2 separate regions of the Danio rerio genome follow, and region 2 is linked to region 1. A link is a contact called in public Hi-C data. All regions are on one chromosome and are shown on one strand. The core of a region is the stretch at or near the end of the contact, and the rest is flanking DNA. Distances in the headings are between cores, read along the strand shown. Region 1 has its middle 53 kb from the start of cxxc5a. Region 2 holds the start of cxxc5a (CXXC finger protein 5a).

Region 1 (3,427 bases), core at 525-3,024:
AATCATTATCTTTCTTCCCGATGCTCTGGTTTCCCCCCGATGCTCTGGTTTCCCCCACAAGACCAAAGACATTCGCTATAGGCAAACTGGGTAAGCTAAATTCTCTGTAGTGTATGAGAGTGTATTGTGTGAATGAGAGTGTATGGGTGTTTCCCAGTGATGGATTGCAGCTGGAAGGGTAATCGCTGCGTAAAACATATGCTAGATAAGTTGGCGGTTAATTCTGCGGTGTTCCCCTAATGAATAAATGGACAAGCCAAAAAGAAAATAAATGAATGAATGAATGAATAAGATAATTACACTTTTACCATGTCTAACCACATTAAGCCTCCAAAAATGGCAAATATTTTCCCCATCTTGACAGATAAGGTTATCAAGTAATCTATATGTCATTTTTTCATTTGCGGCCATCTTCCCAATTCCGTAACGCATTCTTGAAATGGTGGTTGACCTGCTGATCGCCATCCCCCCATAATGATTTGTCTTCTAATCATAACACTTATAATACAATAGACAGATTTAGTTATTGACAAAATAATGACACTTTTTGGGTGCATTATCCTCATAATGCTGTTACTAGCACTTGTATTTTAAAAAAGGGATCATTTAATCACTGTATAGAGACTGCTCATATTAGCGTCCTATAAAATTCAGTGATACAGTGCTCAGCGTAATTGAGTACACCCCATTTTGAAAATGAATATTTCAATCCATTTCTCAGTGACTATAGGCAATGCATTTTGGTGCATTTAAACAAAACAGATTTTTTAAACAGATATATTCGTTAAAATAATATTTTAGTCACCAAACATATTTAGAAATTGAAAGATAATACAATTAAATTCAAGCTAAATATTGCAAAATAAATTAGAACAAACAAAAATTTAAAAAAATTTTCTTGCTTTATTTGATTCGTCCTCTTTTTTTAAATTTGTATTTAATATTTTTTCTCTAACATTTATTTGGCTTTATTATCTTTTGGATCGTTATGGTAAGTTATTTTGTATGATAAGCTTCAAATTTGGCATCAGTACTGACTAATCTAATGTATATGCACAAATATAATATTGTATAGCTTCCTATTAAAAACATGAATTTATGATAGAGATTTGCGAGGGGTGTACATTTATATGCTGAGCACTGAACAATTATAAAATGTAATGTATTAAACTTTTTAACGACTAGTATGGAAAGTGAAACAGCCTCTGACTTCTACTGCCGCAGCCAAGTTAATTGCAGCATTTCAGGGGCGCCGAGATGAAAGACTATGGACCGAATCCCCCCTAAATAGGGTCAAGCGATGCCTATGGGACCCACGGAGTAATGAGACTTTGAAAAGTAATGATTAACTCAAATGCAGAAATTGCAATCATCATTACACCCCAGCATACAAGAAACACCTTTGGCCCGCCACAAATATGAACTAATAAACGGAAAATGAACAGACAGGTGAAGGTAAAGAGAATGCGTATGGTGTGAACACAGAAAAGCGTAAGAGAGAGGTAGAGGTACCAGCTGCAGGCCTGGAGAGCTGGATTGAGTCCTCAGTGCCGTAATGAGCCCAGGTCTGTGGTGCAGTCATCAGAAGCAGGATCTGTAATGAGCCACAGTCTCGGGTGGAGGCCCAGTTTGGTGGGGTTTGTGCAAAAGTGTGTTATGTCCGCGTGTGTGTTTGTGTGAAAGAAGTAGAGCTGGAAAGAGAGAGAGAGAGAGAATGTTCCCAGCTCCCCCCTGGTGACAGCGATGGGCCAGTGCCATGGCCGCGGCGCTGGGAGGAAGCTGAGGCTCTGCATTATTAATGTGCGCCGCGGCGTCCTCGCCTCTTCCCAGCCGCACAGCTCACTGCCCGTCCTGCCATCACAGAGGGAGAGAGAAAGAGAAGCACGGAGAGAGAAAGAGAGAGAGGTGTGTGTGGGGGGGTGCAGATAAAGAGCAAGAAAGGGTGGTAGTGTGGATGTGCCTCCTGTTAGTGAATTCAGTGTGTGTGCGTGTGTGTGTGTGTGTGTGTGTGCGTGTGTGTGCGTGTGTGTCAGGCTCTTTTGGTCAGTATATCCGAGTGAGATATATTATTGGGCCAGTATATACAGAAACAAGAAGCATCATGTATATCTATGGCTGCTGAATAGACACATTTCTTGTCTAAAACTGAGCACATCGCTGTTCTAGACTTTCTATGCATACAAATGATACTGACGAGATAAAGCTTATTGAAGTCATCATGAAATGATTCTTTATCTGTATTATAAATCAATGAGACTTTACAATAATGATATATTAGTTAAGTCATTTACTAGTATTAACAAATAATGAACAATACATTCAATACAGTATTTGTTCATGTTGGTTAAAGTTAAATGAGGAAAATACAATTGTTCATTGTTAAAGGGTCACGAAACACCAAAACACATTTTTTGAGCAGTCATATATGTGTCCCACACTGTTATAAACACTGTTAGGACACACATATTTCACAAAAACTGTGAAAATTGGTTGTTTTTGCATTATTTCGAGCAAATTAGTTCTTCCGGTTTAAAACAAATTTTTGAAACTGGTCACGGTGATTAGATACTTGCATGTATTCCAGTGTGTAGACTGGATGTCTGTACCTGGGAGTACTTTGTGACGTCTCTGAGTGTGCAGCATTAATTTATGAAGACTTGGTTCAAACCAATCAGCATGCTCTATTGTGAATGCATCTGAACTTCGTTAATATGCATGATAGCTTCCAAGACTGTTTTTACCTGTTACAGTGTTCAGACGGCAGACAGACGCCAAATTGTATTGCCAAAACAAGTGGAAGAAGAAGAATTGTTTTGAAACACGGGTGATCAGTGTTGCGTTTATAATGTGTTATACAGTGTTGTGTGTTATATGTTATACATTACACAATGTATGTTGTGTTATACATTACATTATTTATACAGTGTTTTGTAATTATATTGTTGCGTTTTGTGCTGCAACCAAGGATTTGTTTTTAATTTTTCCGCTATGAGAGTGCAGCTGGACTCACGTGTGGATTACAGTGCACACAACACGCAGCAGAAATACGTTTGTAAGGAACATTTTTCTCATCTGGAAATTTCACGTCTCCTTTTAATAATGACGCGGTTACAGTTGGTGTTGATTGTCCTGTCTCTACAGATTTGGTAAGTTTGTGCGATCAGTGATCTTTGTTTATTCAGATGGCAAAGTTAGTTCTTAACGTCAGCAATATTCTTTCAATGTTTAAAGACAGACCTTAGTCAAAATGATTTCTAAGTTACTAAGTTTACAGTATGTTAATATCACCACAATATTATAGACTGAAAGATCCGCTGTAAATGCTGCTCTCCGGGTGTAAACATGTAAACACCGCAATCAAACTATTACCTATTACCAAACTATTGTGACTGCATAGTCTATACAGACACGGCTTTCTGACGCTACC
Region 2 (3,427 bases), core at 532-3,031, 53 kb before region 1:
GGGTCCAAGTGCTCTATCAAACTGCATGGGGAGACTCAACAAATGGTGATAATAAATGTTTACAAATGATGTAATACTTTCAAAAATCACGATCGCAAGATATCCATGCCTAATATCCGATTGCCAGAAAGTGATTAATATTTAAAAAAAATATTAAAATGTTGATGTCTGTGATGCGGCGACACAGTGGCGCAGTAGGTAGTGCTGTTGCCACACAGCAAAGTCACTGGTTCGAGCCTCAGCTGGGTCAGTTGGCGTTTCTGAGTGGAATTTCCACGTTCTCCCTGCGTTCGCGTGGGTTTCCTCCAGGTTTCCCCCACAGTCCAAAGACATGCGGTACAGGTGAAATGGGTAGGTTAAAATTGTCCATAGTGAATGAGTGTGTGTGTGGATTTTTTCCAGAGATGGGTTGCGGCTGGAAGGGCATCTGCTGCGTAAAAACGTGCTGGATAAGTTGGCGGTTCATTCCGCTGTGGCGACCCCGAATAAATAAAGGGAATAATCCGACAAGAAAATGAATGAATGAATGTCTTTGATGCAGAAAATTCAGACAATGTTGTGTAGGCTACATTATGATACTTTATAAAATTCACTTTAATGTGTGATATGACTAAAAAGTGGTCATAAGCGAATATATTCGCGGCTTGGACCTGAAAACAGTATTTCATTTTTCACGACTTAACAAGTGGATGGTCTATAGGATCACATGTGCGCAGATGCATAGTGTTTATTTACAAAGTGACATCGCCTACTACTGGTGTGGCATGAACAGTGATTTTAGTCGAATTCATTAATCTGTGTGAACAAGCATTTGTTCTGACAACACTTGTCGACATGTCAGAATGTAAAACTGGGGAAAATTTTGTATCACTTTCTTGTCACATGATAATGGCAAATTGCCTGAAGCTCGTGTAACAGCCGATGATGTTGGCTTTTTAAAACTTAAATGAATAATAATTAAAAAAAATCATTAAACCCTTTTTTTTAAAGAAATTATATTCAGTTTATGTTGGGCTACTTAATGATATCATCCAACTTACTATTAGTATAATTACAAAGTGAAATCAACTGTGATGGATTAACTTGTTATTTATTTCTAAAATATTTAATTTTAATACTCACAGATCATTGATTAACCACCACTGATATAGGTAAAAAGCACCCCATAAAATTTTGGTAGCAGCTGGAATGTACTTGGGGATTTATTGACACCAAGCCTAAAATCATAAAAAAATATATTATTATTATATTATTTGCATAACAAAGTTTCTAAAAGCGCAAGACATAATGCACTTTTAATACTTTATTATTTCATATTAATTTATTCCGTCGAGCAATACATAAAAACATCCCAAAATGAAAACAAATAGTAGGATTACAAAGTCATGCAGTCACCACGTGCATCCTTCTGACATTGTTTGATGGTAAATATGAATGTGTTGAAGGGAAGTTCAGTCTTAAAGCGGTATGACGACATATCAACTTTTGCTCCTGGAGAAAAAAAATCACAGGCTGCTCAGCGCACAGAGAAACAGAAGCGACACAGATCTCCTTCCGTCACATTAACCCGCAAATCATTCACAAAGCACGTGCACATCGAGAAACACCCTTTAGTTTAAGGTCCGACATTTAAAACGTCGGCGAAAAGAAGCGCCGCGTAAACGCGAGATGTCTTTGTTTATCTGTGTATTTTCTCCGCCTCAGCGTCGCCGAAAGTCCAGTTCGGTTTTTACGTGAAGCTCCAAAAATCTATGAAATGTGTTTGCATGTTCTTCTGGATGTAGAGGTGGGATTGCGAGAATCGAAAGGTTGGTGAGCCCACACGCTCAGCTTCCCAGAAAGTACGTTTAGCAATAATTCACCATTCTCTTCCTCACGCGCTCGGCTCGGTCGAAGGCTCCATGATTTCTGGAAGTCGAGAATAAGCTTTTTCTCCCTTCTTTTTGCCATCAATCTCAACGACAGGCTTGGAGAAGGGGCGCTCGGACAGTGGAAGCCCTCCCCTCCGCTCGGATCTGCCTTGGTAGGTGCGAATAAAAAAGGGGCCAGTGTTTGCAAATATGCAGATACATGGAAAGGGGGGAATCATACTTTGTTGAAGTCTGCTCAAAGTTGGGATGTCATCTTCCTAACGATTTCGTTGGCTGGGAGAACGGGAGAATGATTGTGCCGTACATTGTCAGGCGTGCTGCTGCAGACCGTTCACTGGCACCGCAGAGACCCAGGTTTCAGATCATTGAGTCTAGACAAAAGGTATTTTTGTGCTGCTTTAATGTCAAATTAAATAAGGATCCGACTCGTAATTAAGCGACCGCGCAATATTGGCTCGTTCTCGCAAATCTGAGCTTTATTTTCCTATGGAAACGCGCTCGCGCTTCCCAGGAAGTAATATCGCTTTGACTCTGTACAACGCGATTTAATCAATTGTCAGAATATACAAATCGTAAATGTATTTAAATGCTTTGGTGGGCTGTGCAAACTTATCACTCTCTTGAATAATTTGCTAGTAAAATTATGATGCCGATGACGTTTATGATAGTTGCTCCTCCAGCATGTAACGACAGGTGGTATTGTAGTTGATGATGCGTTATGTTATAGACGCGGAACTTTTGCTCTTCCAGCAGCTGCACACCTGTGCGTTACTAAAACGCTGTGCTCTTGAATATTGCTGTATATCGTTAAATAGAGGGTGTCTTGAATGTATTTGCAGTTTGATGTTTAGTCGCTCGTGATTTGAGGTGATTTGTGCAACTCGTCGCGGTGGGATTAGGCAAAAATGTGCGCTTCATTGTTCGCTGAGAGGATATTATCAGGCTGATGTCGCCGCGGAGAGCGCGCGGGGATTTACTGCTGCAGTCCGCGGCCGACAGCGCACGGCGCTCATGCACGCACTGTTTGTGTGATTGCCAGTCATTAACTTTCACTATGACGCAAAGAGTTGGAGAAGTTTTCAAGCGCATTTAACTTTGAGCTATGCAAATGCGCACAGGGACGCTCGGCAAAGTCCACATCTGGATAGGAAAACATGAATTATTGTCAGCGTCCGCTGGATCTCGTGCGCGAGAGTGTTCGTGTGTAGCGCTTGCGTGTGAGAGCGTGCATGCGTGAGTATGTGTGTGTGTGTGTGTGAAGCAGTGTGAGGAAGAAAGACAGCGGCAGGGGGAGATAGATAGGTGTGTGTGCGTGTGGTGTGTGTGTGTGTGTGTGTGTCTTGGGGGAGATATTACGTTGGACTCCGCATCACCTGAATTACTCGATATCTGCTTGCGTGACGTTTCCAAGTAACCTCACAGTGATTTTTTCCCTCCTTTCAAAAGCGTCAGCAGTCCGGTTTAGTGGCATGGTTTATCCATTAGGCTGCATTATTTTTGTTTTGGAATAATAATAGATTTTAGTTTAGTGTTCTGGATTGATTAATTCTAATGTG

What was found. Hi-C and Micro-C count contacts between places; a contact is called where the count stands out from the background.
Region 2: a Hi-C map of embryo shows a contact between it and region 1, with 1.8 times the contacts expected there. The contact joins the promoter of cxxc5a here to the enhancer-like site in region 1.

Annotation. Positions count from the first base shown.
Region 1 is chr21:31,958,513-31,961,939 of GRCz12tu, reverse strand. No RefSeq gene overlaps it. Among named protein-coding and RNA genes, the nearest start is that of cxxc5a, 53 kb to the left of the region's middle. Within about 2 kb of position 1,774, at least 19 of the 62 cell types and tissues checked have an H3K27ac peak or open chromatin away from gene starts, as enhancers often do.
Region 2 is chr21:32,012,019-32,015,445 of GRCz12tu, reverse strand. cxxc5a (CXXC finger protein 5a) reads left to right here and starts at 1,781. Exons shown (of 3, transcript XR_012397226.1): 1 at 1,781-2,023.